Linked DNA regions of Mus musculus: region 2 is linked to region 1. A link is a contact called in public HiChIP or PLAC-seq data. All regions are on one chromosome and are shown on one strand. The core of a region is the stretch at or near the end of the contact, and the rest is flanking DNA. Distances in the headings are between cores, read along the strand shown. Region 1 holds the start of Ubp1 (upstream binding protein 1). Region 2 overlaps Fbxl2 (F-box and leucine-rich repeat protein 2).

Evidence for each region. HiChIP or PLAC-seq counts read pairs in DNA pulled down with a chosen protein or histone mark.
Region 2: an H3K4me3 HiChIP or PLAC-seq map of the SCID.adh cell line shows a contact between it and region 1, with 13 read pairs. The contact joins the enhancer-like site here to the promoter of Ubp1 in region 1. A contact is called at or near these places in 1 of 39 promoter capture datasets (erythroid cells), 5 of 484 Hi-C or Micro-C datasets (the G1E-ER4 cell line, embryonic stem cells, erythroblasts and 2 more), 3 of 115 datasets of contacts at active chromatin or transcription factors (the SCID.adh cell line, embryonic stem cells and kidney) and 2 of 9 other capture datasets (adipose tissue and pancreatic islet).

The regions. Positions count from the first base shown.
Region 1 is chr9:113,929,975-113,936,697 of GRCm38.p6, forward strand. Ubp1 (upstream binding protein 1) reads left to right here and starts at 1,338. Exons shown (of 16, transcript NM_001372510.1): 1 at 1,338-1,792. The coding sequence starts at 1,680. Gm39439 (a long non-coding RNA gene) reads right to left here and starts at 952. Exons shown (of 4, transcript XR_003948257.1): 1 at 753-952.
Region 2 is chr9:113,981,186-113,988,259 of GRCm38.p6, forward strand. Fbxl2 (F-box and leucine-rich repeat protein 2) reads right to left here. Exons shown (of 15, transcript NM_178624.6): 10 at 5,221-5,351; 11 at 4,088-4,148; 12 at 3,356-3,400; 13 at 2,800-2,856. Among named protein-coding and RNA genes, the nearest start is that of Fbxl2, 42 kb to the right of the region's middle. Within about 2 kb of position 2,291, at least 23 of the 459 cell types and tissues checked have an H3K27ac peak or open chromatin away from gene starts, as enhancers often do. A contact at or near this core is called in the G1E-ER4 cell line, the SCID.adh cell line and olfactory sensory neurons, where this site is marked.

The sequences.
Region 1 (6,723 bases), core at 88-2,587:
AGAGACAAATGATAGCACAATTACACTTGTCCCAAGAATCAGAGAATTACTCCCCCTTCCCCCGTTATTTCCAACAGTTAATAATAAACCTGTCAAATGAACGTTGCTGGACCCACATCCGAATCCTTTGGAAACAATATTATGTGAAAAAAGCAATAATCGAGGGCCGGCTTGGAGGGAGCAGTTCTTCTCAAAGCTTGTTAGGGATACCCAGACACAGACTTCCATGAAGCAGTAAAAGGGAGCACTTGGGCATAGATAGGAAGTCTCTATGCTTAGTGTATTCTTTGTCTTTTGCTGCGGGTATCTGTGTGTGTGTGTGTGGTTTTTGTTTGTTTGTTTGTTTGTTTGTTTGTTTTGTCTTCGTGCTACCTGAACCATAACCTCCCGGGTTTGTTTGTTGTCTTTTGTTTTAGAAAAACACTAGTTTTCTTCACGTTAACTCTCACAGCAATTTGCATGGTTTGTGTTAGCGCACATGATTAAGGAATAACGAGGGTGTCACACACTCTTGTGCTATGTGCGTCACCAGATCTTCTGGGCTCTGCAAATTTGCTTTGTTTTGTTTTGAGACAAGCCCTTGTATATAACCTTGATTCAGCCGGAGCTCGCCAAGTAGACCAAGCTGACCTCGAACTCAGACCAGCATGCTTCTGCCTCCGGATTAAAGTTGAGTTGAGAGGGGCGGGGACCTTTTAGGGAGGGCTGACTGGCTTATTCTCCTGCCAATCAAGATCTTCTGCACAACAGACCTAGCTTACATCAGACGAGATGTACCCGCTTTTCTCTGGAGCGGGGGCAAAAGCCGACGAAAGGGTATTTCCCAGAACCGACGGAAGTAGGACCTGGAACCACTTCCTCCAGTGCGGGCCAATGAGCTCTTACTTATGGCAGTCAATTTAGTCCCGGAGGGGAAGAGCGTTTTGATTGGTGGCTCAGCCGGGAACGCAGAGGCTCACGGGAATCCATTCCGGCCGCTTCGCCGTGACTGCCCAGAAGACCTGTCAGTCAGCCGAGCGTAACCGGTCACACCTCTTCCGCCGCCAGGCCGCGACACCGCGGGGGCCGGGCAGCGCCGCTCGGCCCAGGCGCTAGTGCCGCCGCGAGGCGCGGGGCCGCGAGGGGCGGGCCTGGGAGGGGAGCGGCCGCAGGGGCGGGGCCGGAGGAGGAGGCGGAAGCGGCGAGCGAGCCCAAGCCGGAGCCGCATCGAAGCTGCGTCCGGGCCGGCGGAGCGGCGGCGGCGGGGTTGGCCGGGGCGAAGGGGCGCTGGAGCCTGGGCGGGCGGGCAGAGGGCTGGGGGGGGGGGGGCGCGGCCCGGGAGCGGGTGACGGGCGTGCCGGGGGGATGCGCGCTGGGGCTGTGGGGCGGGGCGGGCGGCGGCCGCGGGAGCGGCGCCGGGGGCGGGCGGCGGCATGAGGCGCGGGGCCGGCGGCCGCGGGAGGGCGGCGCGGCTCGCGGCCCGGTCGCTCCCGCCGCAGCTGCTGGCCCGCACGCTGTGCCCTGACAGCTGGGCCTCGGCCGCTCTCGTCTCAGCCGCGTCCCGCGCCGCCGCAGGTGACCACTCGCCGCGCCGCCGGAGGCTTCACCCGCGTCCTCCCTCAGGACGCGCCCGCGGAGCTCGGGCGCCTTCGCCCCGGACCCGGAGGCCGCGCTGCGCGGGGCGGCGGCGAGGCCGGAAGATGGCCTGGGTGCTCAGTATGGACGAGGTGATCGAGTCCGGGCTGGTGCACGACTTCGACTCCAGCCTGTCCGGCATCGGGCAGGAGCTGGGCGCCGGCGCCTACAGCATGAGGTAAGGGGCGCGCGGCTGCCTCCGCCGGGCGGGGCCTGGGCCGCGGGGTCGGGGTCCTGCCGCGTGGCGCCGTGGCCTGGGAGGCCGACGGGGGCGGCTAGCGGCGGAGGACCCCGTCGCTTCTGCCTGGGGAAGCCGCGCTAGCCGTTGAGATTGGGTCAGAGGGGCAGGGACTTTCTTTCCAAGTGATTTACGAGTCCTTTTAGCTGGAGTAGGCTGTACAAAAGGCACTGTTTCTAATGGGAAAACTGTAGCTTTTCCTACGGTGCCTGGTAGCGTGGCCTGCGACTTTCAGCCGCTTGACATTCTGATAGTAAGTTATATTGTGAGTGAAAGTAGCCCTGAGGGTTGGCGAGCGCAGTGACTTGCTTGTATAGTCTCCTGATTGAGAGTGAAGTTGGGCCCTTGCTAGGTTTCTTCATTCTCAAAGTGACTCCCCTCAGGCTGTTTCCTTTTGCAGAGGGCTTTAAGATTGTGCCACACACAATAGTTTAGTCACTGCTGTCTGCACCAGCAGCTGTTCCTTTTTGTGTAATTGGGAGAGGCGGAAACAGATAGGAGCCAAGTGTGTCTGCCCCTTACTTATCCCGAAAGAGTTGAAGAGTTCTTGGTGGCTCGGCAGCCCTTTGTTTCGATGTTGGAATATGGCTTGTGTAGGGTATGGTTTACCCAAGGAGGTAAAAAACGGAGTGGTTTTTGAAACGTGTGAATTAAGTGTAGTACTTAGTTTTCAGCAGTATGGTTGGTTGTGTAAAGTGTGCGATGTGGGCTCCCTGGGGCTCTCCTACCTTTCCTGCCGCCCAGGGGAGGTCAGAAGCATTGTTAATACCCTAAGAGAAATGCCCTGGGTCAGAGCTGGTCTGCACAAGTCCAGCCTCATCCCTGAAGCAATTAGCCTTGACTCTGGCGGGTCGGGAGGTTTCTTGGCCCGTGGAAAGAAGCGGTGGAAAACATACTAAACTAAGAATTAAGCCGCTCGCATGCATCTGACCCTGACTTGGTCTTTGCTTGCCTCCCTAAACTTGGCACCTTCTTTCTCTCAGTTGTGTAACTTGAGGGCTTCGGATGAGGCGGATTGTTTGCTAGACCAACTCTTGGTTGTTGAGGAAATTGAGCTACCGAAAGTCTAGGGATCATCTAGAGAGGACTGGAGAGTAGGCTCTTCTGGAAGTCTTCCTTTAGTGCGTGTCCTTGTCCACTGGAGAGCACAGGAGCGGAGCCCAGCCTGGTCTCCTTGCTTCAAGTTCTCAGTCAGATGGGGCTGCTGAACAGCTTGCTTATTGGTAGGTTTTAGAACTTGGCTTTTTTCTAGGATCTTCTGTGAACTTGTGCTTGGCTAACTTGTGTTTGGGGGGTTATTTCTCTGAAAAGGAAGTCAATTCTTGGTGGCAGCCTTCTCTTAATAATAATCTTTAAGGCATGCTGGCATCTTTGTGGTTCTCATCTATGATACTCCACTCAGGAAAACCTTTTCAGTGTTTTTGGCTATGTCCTTTCATATAAAATTTCTAGAGTCTCAGAAAGTGTCAGTTTTTGAGGGGACTTGTTTATTTGTTTATAAATTAATTGGGTCATGAGAAATCAAGAGGAGTTTGCCTCTTGTGCCTTTCAAGACCTTTGATTTGAAAATTTCAAGTATAAACTACTGTGAAATTGAACTGACAAGTAGACCCTCCTAGGGGCATGAGGCTTCGCTTCTGCAGGCCTCCCCCGTAACCCTGTCCCCCAGAGCAGACTGCTGCTTCTGAGAAGGTATTAGGAAGCAAACTTATCTTTTTGTTATTTGTTCTCACCTGTGAAGCTCAAGAAGTAAGCCTGATGTGGAGCTCACATCTGTAATTTCAGCACTTGGAAGGCTGAGGCAGTAAGGTGACCTGAGTTTGAGTCAAACCTGGGTACATATTTTGACCGTCATATAGACACATACAGATCAGGAAGTATACTTGAGCTTCTTGGAGAAATCTGGATAAAGTTTTGGTTTGGTGGGCTGCAGAGATGGCTCAGCAGGTAAAGTCATATGCTGACATCTTGCCAACATGAGTTCTAGCCCCAGGAACACATGGTAGAAAGAGGACTGACTTCTGCAAGTTGTCCTCTTACCACATGCATGCAGAAGGCATGTTTGTGCTAATTGTATTTTTAATTAAGTGCAAGCTGCTTTCTAGTGTTCTTTATACTGTATTTGCTGTCTTTGGATATTTCTTAAAATAGAATTTATTCTGTCTCTAACCTCAGGGCTTTGGGAATTAAACCCAAGGCCTTGAATGTACTAGGTAAGGTATTTTCTTTCTTCCTTCCTTTCTTTCCTTTCCTTTTCCTTTTTTTCCTTTATTTTTTTAGATAAGGCCTCACTATGCAGTCCAGGCTATCCTGGAATTTACTATGTAGCTAGCCTGGGCTTCCTTGAATAAATCCTGAGTGCTGAGGTTATAGGAATTTATAGGAATAAAGCACCATTTTCTTTTCCTTCCTTCCTTCCTTCCTTCCTTCCTTCCTTCCTTCCTTCCTTTTCTTTCTTTTCTTTCTTTTCTTTCTTTTCTTTCTTTTCTTTCTTTCTTGAGAAAGGGTCTCATTTAGTCCAAATATCAGAGGATAACTTATGATCCTCTTGCCTCCACCTCCAGAGTGCTTGGATTATAGGTGTGAACTACCCTCTGGTCTGTGTGGTGCTGGGATTGAATCCAGGTGTTGTGTATAGTAGCTAGTTAAGCATGCTACCAATTTAGCCATATCTTCTGCCTTTGTGACTTTTTTTAGACTTTTTTTAGGCTGTCTTGGAGCTTACAGTATAGCCCAGGCTGGCCTCAAATTTGAGATCTGCTTCTGCCTTCCAAATACTGCAATTTTTATTTTTAAAACTTGTGTTCTAGGGGTACTTTGTTTAGCTTTTGTGGACAGTAACTTGAAAGAATTGGAGCATTGCTTTTCTTTTTATGTATGGCATTATACATGTTTTATTAAATACTTTAGGCTGGGGTGTTGGAACTGTGCTTAGGCTACTCTCGGACACTCCCTTTGCTTTGCCTTTTCTGGGGGGAGAGGGTCTGGTTCTCATTTTGCTGATATAGTCTATCTTGTTCAGATTCCCTTTGAAATGAACCAAGTCATATATAAATCTTAATCTTTTTATTACAACATTTAAGCTGGGGGTGTAGTTGAATTGATAGAGTCCTTGACTAGATGCATGAAGCCCTGGGTTCAATCCCTAGCGCTGCCTAAAACTGGGCAGTGTTACATCTCTTGTATGTAGAAATATCAGAATTTTAAGGCTATTCTGGGCTACATAGCACGTTCTAGGCCAGCTTGAGATACATGAGTCTGTCAAGAAACAGCGAGAGAAGGAAAGAAAGCCAGCCCTTAATAATTGATAAAATAAGTACAAACCATTTTTAAATATTTCACAAGAGAAAAAGTTTAGCCATTAGAGTGAAGTTTCTTCTTATTTCTTATTTTATGAAACAACTTCTTTGGATTTGCTTATCTGAGACAAATAAAATCAGCCTCACACAGGTAAGCGCTGAGGACAAGCAAGTTTGTATAGATAGCCTTTTCAGATAGTTGCGGATATTATTCTTTGAAATTATCAACATTTGACAAGTGGTAGTCTACTTTTTAAAATACTTAGTAAGTTGGAGAGATGGCTCCTTGGTTAAGAACACTCACTGGGTACCCTTCCAGAGGACTTGGGTTCAGTTCTAAGCACTTACATGGAGTCTTTAACTCCAGTCTCAGAGGATCCACAGCCCTCTTCTGGCTTCCTTGGGCACCAGGCATGCATGTGTGTAGTAGACAGACAGACAGACATGAAGGTAAACCATCCACACACATAAATAAGTTGTTTTGTTTTGTTTTAATGTAGCCCTGGCTGTCCTGGAATTTGCTCTGTAGAGCAGAGCAGACTCAGACCTGCAGTGGTCTGCTGCTTCTGCCTCCTGGAGCTGTTGCTCGGGTTATAGGCGTGCACCACCACAGCCCTGCTAAAATCAGTAACATTTTAAAACTTTATTTATTCATTGTGAGTTTGGGCATGAGCCACAGCTCTAGGGTGGAAATCAGAGGACAACAGCTTGCTATCTTCATTTGTCTCCTTTACCACCACAAAGATAGGTCCTGCCCATTAATTAAATTCAAGTTGCCAGGATTGGCAGCAAATGCCTTTCCCCACTAAGCCGAGTGATAGTCTCCTAAAGCTCTGCTGGCGTGCAAACTCTAAAGCCATGGCGTTCCCTTATTCTGGTTTTGCTTTTTCTTTGTTCTGTTGTTTTAGGTAGTGTATGTTTATGTAGCCCTTTTGGCTGGAAATGTCTATCCTTCTGCTTCAGAGTGCTGGGTTACAGGCATGTGCTGCTATGGCCTGTTAAATTTTGACACTTTTAAGTTACAGAGTATCAAGAAATTGTATTCTTTACTTTAGACATCAGCCCAGGTGGTGGGGCCCAGACTTTATTACTGCAACATATTGTCAGCTTTTCCCTTGAATGGTGATGGGCTTACTTTGTTAAATTTTTAATCTTTAATGTTAAACTTATTTATTGTGTGTGTGCACACCCCAGGGCATGCTTGGTGTAAAGGTCAGAAAACAGCTTTTGGGAGTGGGCTTTCTCCACCAGATGTGCCAGGATTGGAACTCAGGTTGTTAGGCCTGGCAGCAAGCCCCTTTACCAGCTGAGTCATCTTGCCATTCTTTACTAAAGTGTTAATTTTGAGAGCAAAATCTGTTTTACATCCAGGTCTGAGTAATCATACCTTTTCAGGATAAAATAATGTCTGTTCCTGTCTCACACAATTGTAAGATCTTTCCTCAACAGCATCATTTATTAGAGCCCAGAGAAGTTGAGGAGCCTGCAATGTGTCACTCAGAAGAGGGCAGCTGACAGCTGGGGCTTGCAGATTCAGAGTAGGGTTGGCCTCTGTCCTTTCTACTACTTTTT
Region 2 (7,074 bases), core at 1,041-3,540, 52 kb after region 1:
CCAAAGCAGCAGCCAGTGTTGCTAGGATACTGCTCTGGTGTTTGTGTTTTCCACTCACTGTGCTCTACCGTGTTATGGCCTTTTAATTTGGGCTTTATTTTGCTTTCTTCTGACGACACTGTCCTACTTCACTTGGTATCCTGTCCTCCTGCTCAGCCGGGTGAAGCTTGTGCCAGGATCCCCTTCTGTCTCGACAACATCCTCTGCATGAGGAGAGTCTCGAGTTTACCTAGTGACGCTTCAGCTTCTTCCCTTGCCTGCTGTGGGATCACACCGTTAATGTGGATGTGCGCGTCTGTCTCCCAGCCTTGCCGCGTGCCGGTGCTGTGTGTTCTGTTTAACATACTCAGCAGTGGCACTGTAACACTGAGGACCCACTGTCGTGCTTTCTGTGGTAGTAGATTCATTTTAAATTCACCCCAGTGTCCTCCCAGCACTTCCTGGAGATTTCCATCACAGGATTCTGAGGTGAGGATTCTGGGCCTTTGCCAGTGTCTGCCCAAGGATCCTCGTGAGGAAACTGGCTTTGGTGGTTGGAAGATGGCCCATGATGAGCATCTGCCCGAGGTCTGGTCAGCTTCAACCTACAGGAACATGGTACCAGCTTGGGACTTTTTAGCCCTGTTTTGGTTCTAACTGTGATCCTATGACTGTCACATCTTTTGTCCCTGCTCCCAAGTCACCCCCTTTGTTCTCTAAAGGCTGTGCTCACTTGCCAACACTAGACCACTTTGCTTTAAGGCCGTTCACTGGTTTTTGGTTTTAATTTTCGGAACAGTTCTATGTTCTGTATCTACTCATGAGCACTGACTTTGTTGCTTTTATGGTGTCTTCATAATTTCTACCAGGAACATTTTTCTGAAGTCCACTTTAAAATGTCAAATGTCATGTTAATCTGGACTTGTCATCTGCACACTGCCACCAAACATAAGTCCAGACTGTTCTGTTACATCCAGAATGCTCCGACACCTTCATTACATCTCCTTGCACCAGGCCTATAGTACTGCGTTGTGAGGTAAGGCCCCGTAGTCTGCATCCAATGGCCAAGTCCCCATACTGATCGTCCGATGCCTATGGGGCAGTTGCCTCGCCGCCGTGAGACAGGTAGGTGTTCAGACCCCTTCAGACAGCCTGCCTCAGGTCTGCCTTAGGTCTAGGCTCCCTGTGTGCTCTCAGGTGGTCCTGCAGATTGTCACTCCTGGGCAAAGATGAAAGACTGTCCATTCACCCTTTCCTGGCAGGAAGCATAGCTCTGTTTTGAGTTACTGCCAGGAAGGCTTCTTGGTAGACCATCCTCCCCCTGGGTCCTCTGAGCAGAAACAACAGGTTCTTGGGGATTTGTTCCTGTCTCAGAATCCCTTGTTATCAGCTCCTTTAAGCCTATCTTGGGATATATAAAGCAAAAAACACCCAGTGACTCATTCAATCCCATGGCCCTAAGGTCCCTGGCTGGCTGCCCCATCTTCTCTTGGCCTTCTTAATATTTAAGTAGAAGTGTGTGCCTAGGCACTTAGTTGAAAGTCGATGATAAGGTAAGAAAGTATAAGGAAGATTTTTTTTTTTTTTAAAGACAGGGTCTCTATGTAGTTCTGGAACTCTGTATAGACCAGGCTGGCCTCAAACTCCGAGATCTGACTACCACTGCCCCCTGAGTGCTGGGATCAAAGGTGTGTGCCACCTGCTCAGCCAAGGAAGCCGGTTATCTAAGGAAGGCACTTCCAGCATAGAAGAAAGACTTCTTTTTTCCACTCATTCTGCCTTTTATCTGCCCTACTGGGCTGCTGGAGGAGACACTCACTGCCAGTCTGTCAATCACTGAGTTGGCTGTCCTTGTAAACTTGGGACCCACTATACTGCAAACGCACTTCACATGACGCCTGCACCTGGATTGCCCTCGGTGTACTGGGCTGGTGGGGGGGCTAATGGGGTGTCTAGCATGGGGTCAGGGGCCACATGCTGCTCACCCATGCCTTACACAAAGATTCACGTTCCAGAGCCAGGGTGAGATTGCTGATGCCCACAGTCCAGGCCAGGGGAGCCCTCAGGACACTTTGCAGTGAATAGAGTCAGCAGCCTGTGATGTTTCTCTTCTCCTCGGCCCTGAGTTGTAGTCTCACTGCAGGCCTGATGCTCTGTTCATCATCTTTGGTGGGTTTCATTTTAGTTTCTGAAGTAAGCTTTTTTTTTGATCTTGTTCTTTGAAATATGGTCTCGACATGGCAGCCAGGCTGGGCTCACACCTGAACTCTTCGGGTGGCAGCTTCCCAGGAGCTAAGATCACAGCTGTGCACCTCACACCACCTGACTCACTGTGGTGTCAGTTTAGTTTACTCTTATCTCCCATTTCTAAAAGCAGCCTGTGTAAAAAATGGGACCGCACTGAGAGTGGTATCCTGGTGTTCAGAAACCCCAAGAAAGGCTATCCTGACCTTACAGGACCCCTACACCACGCAGAGGGCCAAGCGAACACGAGCAGGCCCATAGGGTGGCCCCAATCTTTGCTCCTAGGTAATGGGATTTTTACATCGAACTTTCATCTCCCTGACAAGGTGAACATGAGGTTATGTGAATCGATGGGGCTGTGAGTTTCTGTCAGCTTCTCTCCCTCTCTACAACAGAAGTCATGTTCAGATGCCCCACAGCCCAGGCTAGCCCAGCAAGGAGGTCTAAGAGCAAGAGTGATAGTGGCTTTACACAAAGTGAACCCCGTGGCATCTGCTGTCTGTGTGTGTGTGTGTGTGTGTGTGTGTCCTCTCATCCCTAAGGCAGCCTGAAGTCTCACCAGTAGCTCGGACTCACCAGGGCTTGCAGCTTGGGACAGTGGATGGAGAGCTGGACGAGGGTGCTGTCGGTAATCTGGAGAGAGACACAGTCAGTGTGGCTCCTGCACTAGGGCTTAACACCCGGTCCTGGATTCTCCTGAGCGTGGGACTCAGAGGGAGCAAAAAGAAAAGTAAAACCTCATTCAAGCACACTGGGGCTCACACTGTCAACTCCTAGGCTCACTAGGAGGCTCACTGCTCTTTGGCCTTGCTTCTGGTGCCTGAGGGAGCCTAGGGACAGGACAGACATCAAAGCGGTGGGTGGGGAGTTCCCCAGAACACCCTCCTGTAGTCACCCTGTCACCCAACATGCAGGTTCATTCCTCTCACAAGCTCTGTGTGAAATAAAAGGCAACCCTGCTTATGCTTGGGAATGGATGGTACTCTCCTGCATGTGGAACCACCAGACACTTACAGACCCCATTACAAATGGCCTAACGGGGGCCTGATCCCCACCACCATGCTGGGTAGTACTGGTAACCTCTGCTTGCTACAATGCCAGCCCCCTAAGGGGTTGCCAGAAGTCCACTCACCAGGACACATTCTTCAAGGTCCATCTTCTCCAGCTCATGGCAATTCTGAAAGAGTCCATGGGGCTTTACTTTACTATGTGGGCACACAAAGAGTAGCCCTGCAGCTCACCTGTTTCACTGAGGAGTGGGCCCTGCTCCTTCAGCCATCCCAAACAAGTAATTCAGAGTGGCTGCCAAGCTCAGTCTGAACAGCGGTCATGGCTACCCACCCCAGTCATCCCCTCTCAACCAAGAAAGAGTTGTCACACCGGCCTACACCATAGATCAGACTCCTGCAGGAGGCGGGGAGAGGAGGATGCAGATGGTTACCCAGGCAGGATGGAAGGCGGGAGAGCACTGCCCTAGCCAGGGAAGCTGAGCAGAAGCCATACAGAGAGGTCACTGGAGAGAGGCTTTGTGCAAGGTGGGTCTCCCTGGCAAGCAAGACAGTGAGGCCTGAACTCAAGGCATCCTGCCTGTGGCAGTGTGTACTCAAGGTAACTGAATGTGGCCCACATTTCCCGGTAACTCAACTGCACAGTTCTTAACGTGAACTCAGTAAATGCCAACGTGGTGTCGAGAAGTTGGACACACCTGCCAGGATCTCCCCAGAGTCCTGGCCAGCTGACAGAAGTGCAAAGGTCATCGTGGTCATCTCCTCTGAAGCTAGGTGTCGGTGTCTTTGCATTCCCCAAATCTACCCTGAGTCACTTTGAATTACAGCACAGTTGTGTCCCAGACTTGATTCCTTACCCGAGCTAGCAGTGTAAAGCCTGCGTCGGTCAGATGGGAGCACCGGGCAGCCTCCAAAACTCTGCAGAGCGGGCATGAACAGGGGGGAAAGACACACAACACCTAGTTAGCAACAAACTCTGCATGGGGCACAGGCTGTTCTGAGAGCCTGCTCTGCTCTGGCACACTGAGCCACTTCCTGGTCATGTCCTTCTGGGTCTTGCAAACAGGGCCTCTTGGGACAGATGAGTGGTACCAGGCTCAAAGGCATGGAGCAGAGTCCTAACGTCTCACCAGAGTGAACCAGGAGCCCACCCCACGCTGTTGTTTTAGAACCCAATAAAATGGACTTTTGCCAAATCCTCTTGCGATCCACGTGATTATCTTGTACCGGGGACTGAACTCGCCCCAGACGTGCTGACAAGTGCTCCACCCTAGTCACCCTCTAGGAGACATTAAAGTGTAGGCAATGAAAGGCATGGGTTAATTCTCATTAGGCCTGAAACAGTTTCACTGTAAAAACAGATAGAATGTTCTCTACTGCCTCTTTGTATAGTTTGTGTTGAGACCGTAGGTTCTGAAGTGGAATCTACAGGTTCAGATTCTTGTTTCCCTTGTCATCCATCTTGAGACACAGGACAAACTGACTTTCCTCTGGGCCTCAGTTTCTGCTGAATATGGGTGTCCACTCACACAGATGTGTTTAGTTAAATCAGGGTGGCACAGGCCTATGGGGAGTTGGCTACTCGCACAGGCTCCCGTGCATGCAGGGCTAGTGTTGGGCAGCGGACAGCAGTGCTCTACCTTGGGAACCAACCTTCCTTCTTCTATTCAGGAGGATGACAGGCAAGCAACCAGACCGTCTCTGAGTTTGCCTATCTATTGACAGGGTTAGCAGAGACATTCATCTAGTCTATGTAACCAGACCACTCCAATGGCCAAAGCCAAAGTGTGACAGCATGAAGTAAATGTGAACAAACACATGAAACAGACCAAGAAACTACATGAGTGCAGCTGTGCTGCACACCCATCCGCCCCTAGTGGGCATAGGTGATGTCATACCTCCTGGTTCTACCACCCTGAGGGCTACCAAACCGCTCCCCCTGGCAGCCTAGTCCTCTCAGAGCCAAAGAGCAAAAAGGGGTCATACTCACTGTAGTCTGGGGCAGTTCAGGCCCAAGGCTGTGAGAGATGCATCCGTAAGGTTGCTACAACCCGAGAGGCACAGAGCCTGTAGCCGGTGGCAGCCCCTGCAGATCTGCACCACGCCATCATCAGTGATGCGCTAGGGAGAAGAGCACAGGGGTCAGGGGCCAGTGCTGACGGACACGGAGCCTGGGGGACACGGAGCCTGGGGGAATGAGCCTAGTGCGGTCTACCTGGTTCTCTGCTGCCTACAAGCACTTCACCCTGACACCAAACCAAAACACAAGCAGGCAGCATGTGGCAGCACTCACCTGTACTCCCAGCACTTCGAAGGCTGGGGCAGGAGGATTTCGAGTCCTAGTCCATCCTGGACTTCATAAGTGAAATCCTACCTCAAGACAAAACTAGCCAAGTGTACTCCTTTGACCCCAGCACATGGGAAGCAGAGGCAGGTGGAGTCTGGAGTGTGCCTGGTCTAGAACAGCCAAGGCCATGTGGTGAGACCCTGTCTCAAACAAACAGACCTGTCCAAAATCAAAGTAACAAACGACAAGTCACCAAGTCCCGGCGCTCACTACGTCGGAAGGGGCCGGCCTGGCAGGCGTGAGGCGCTCTCAGAATTCAGCCCCAGCACTGCTAAACACAGGGGCAGTTCCAGTTCCGCACAGCTGTAAGATAGTCTAGCATTAGCAAGGCTAAAGATTCCACCAGGAGAGTCTTCAGAAGAGCCGAGTTCAGGAGCAGTTTATAAACTGATGGAGAACACTAAGTTACTCCTGAGACTGCCTGGTCAAACGACACATTAGCATGCGGCTGGGTGTGTAGACAGTCATGCTTTGTGTTCTCATCATAGAAATCGTATGGGCTTACAAACGTACGTATAACACTTCACCAAACCATCTAGAGGAAAGGAAAAGCATGTACTGATAGATTCCTTGGAGTTCTATTTAATCAGGCTGTGAGAGCAGAATAATCTTTGCTTCCCATACTGGTTCCTGCAGACAACAACGTGTTCCTGAGCTTAACCATTGGCCAGTGCTCTCCCATGCAGTGCAGAGTCTGTCCTTTGGACAGTCCAGGCAGGTCTGTGAAGCCACTGCTCCCCCCCACCCCCCACCCCCCCAGCCACCACCATCACACACTCTGAAGTCCAGGATTCGTTTGTTAAAGCTGAATGCAATGTCTTTCCCTTGAGTTTCCCCTTGGGTCATGCAACCATGAACCTGCACATCCTCCCAGCAGCAGTGAGGAAGGCTGATGCCTACAGAAGAGTGCTGGCTTTCTCTTGCACATGCCCTGGGTTTACAGCACTGCTGCTTGTGTGCATGTGTGTGTGTGTGTGTGTGTGTGTGTGTGTGTGTGTGTGTGCGCGCACAACCTCAAGTGTCATTGTTCAGGTGCTTTCTTGAAACTCATTCTGCGGCTGGCTCAGAACTTGCCAAGTAGGCTGGCTGGCCAGTGAGCTGGGGGACTCCTGTGTCTGCTTGCCCAGTGCTCAGTGCCCAGTGCCCAGTGCCCAGTGCCCAGTGCCCAGTGCCCAGTACCCAGTGCTCAGTGCCCAGTGCCCAGTGCCCAGTGCCCAGTGCTCAGTGCCCAGTGCCCAGTGCTCAGTGCCCAGTGCCCAGTGCCCAGTGCTCAGTGCCCAGTACCCAGTGCTCAGTGCCCAGTGCCCAGTGCCCAGTGCCCAGTGCCCAGTGCCCAGTGCCCAGTGCCCAGTGCCCAGTGCTCAGTTTCTGCCATGGGCTATATGGATCAAGCTCAAGTCCTTGGCAAAGCCAGCACTTAATTGACTGACTGAGCTATCTTCCCAGCCCACGGCTGCTATTCTCACTGGGGGATCAGAAGGGCTCCAGTGTGTTAAA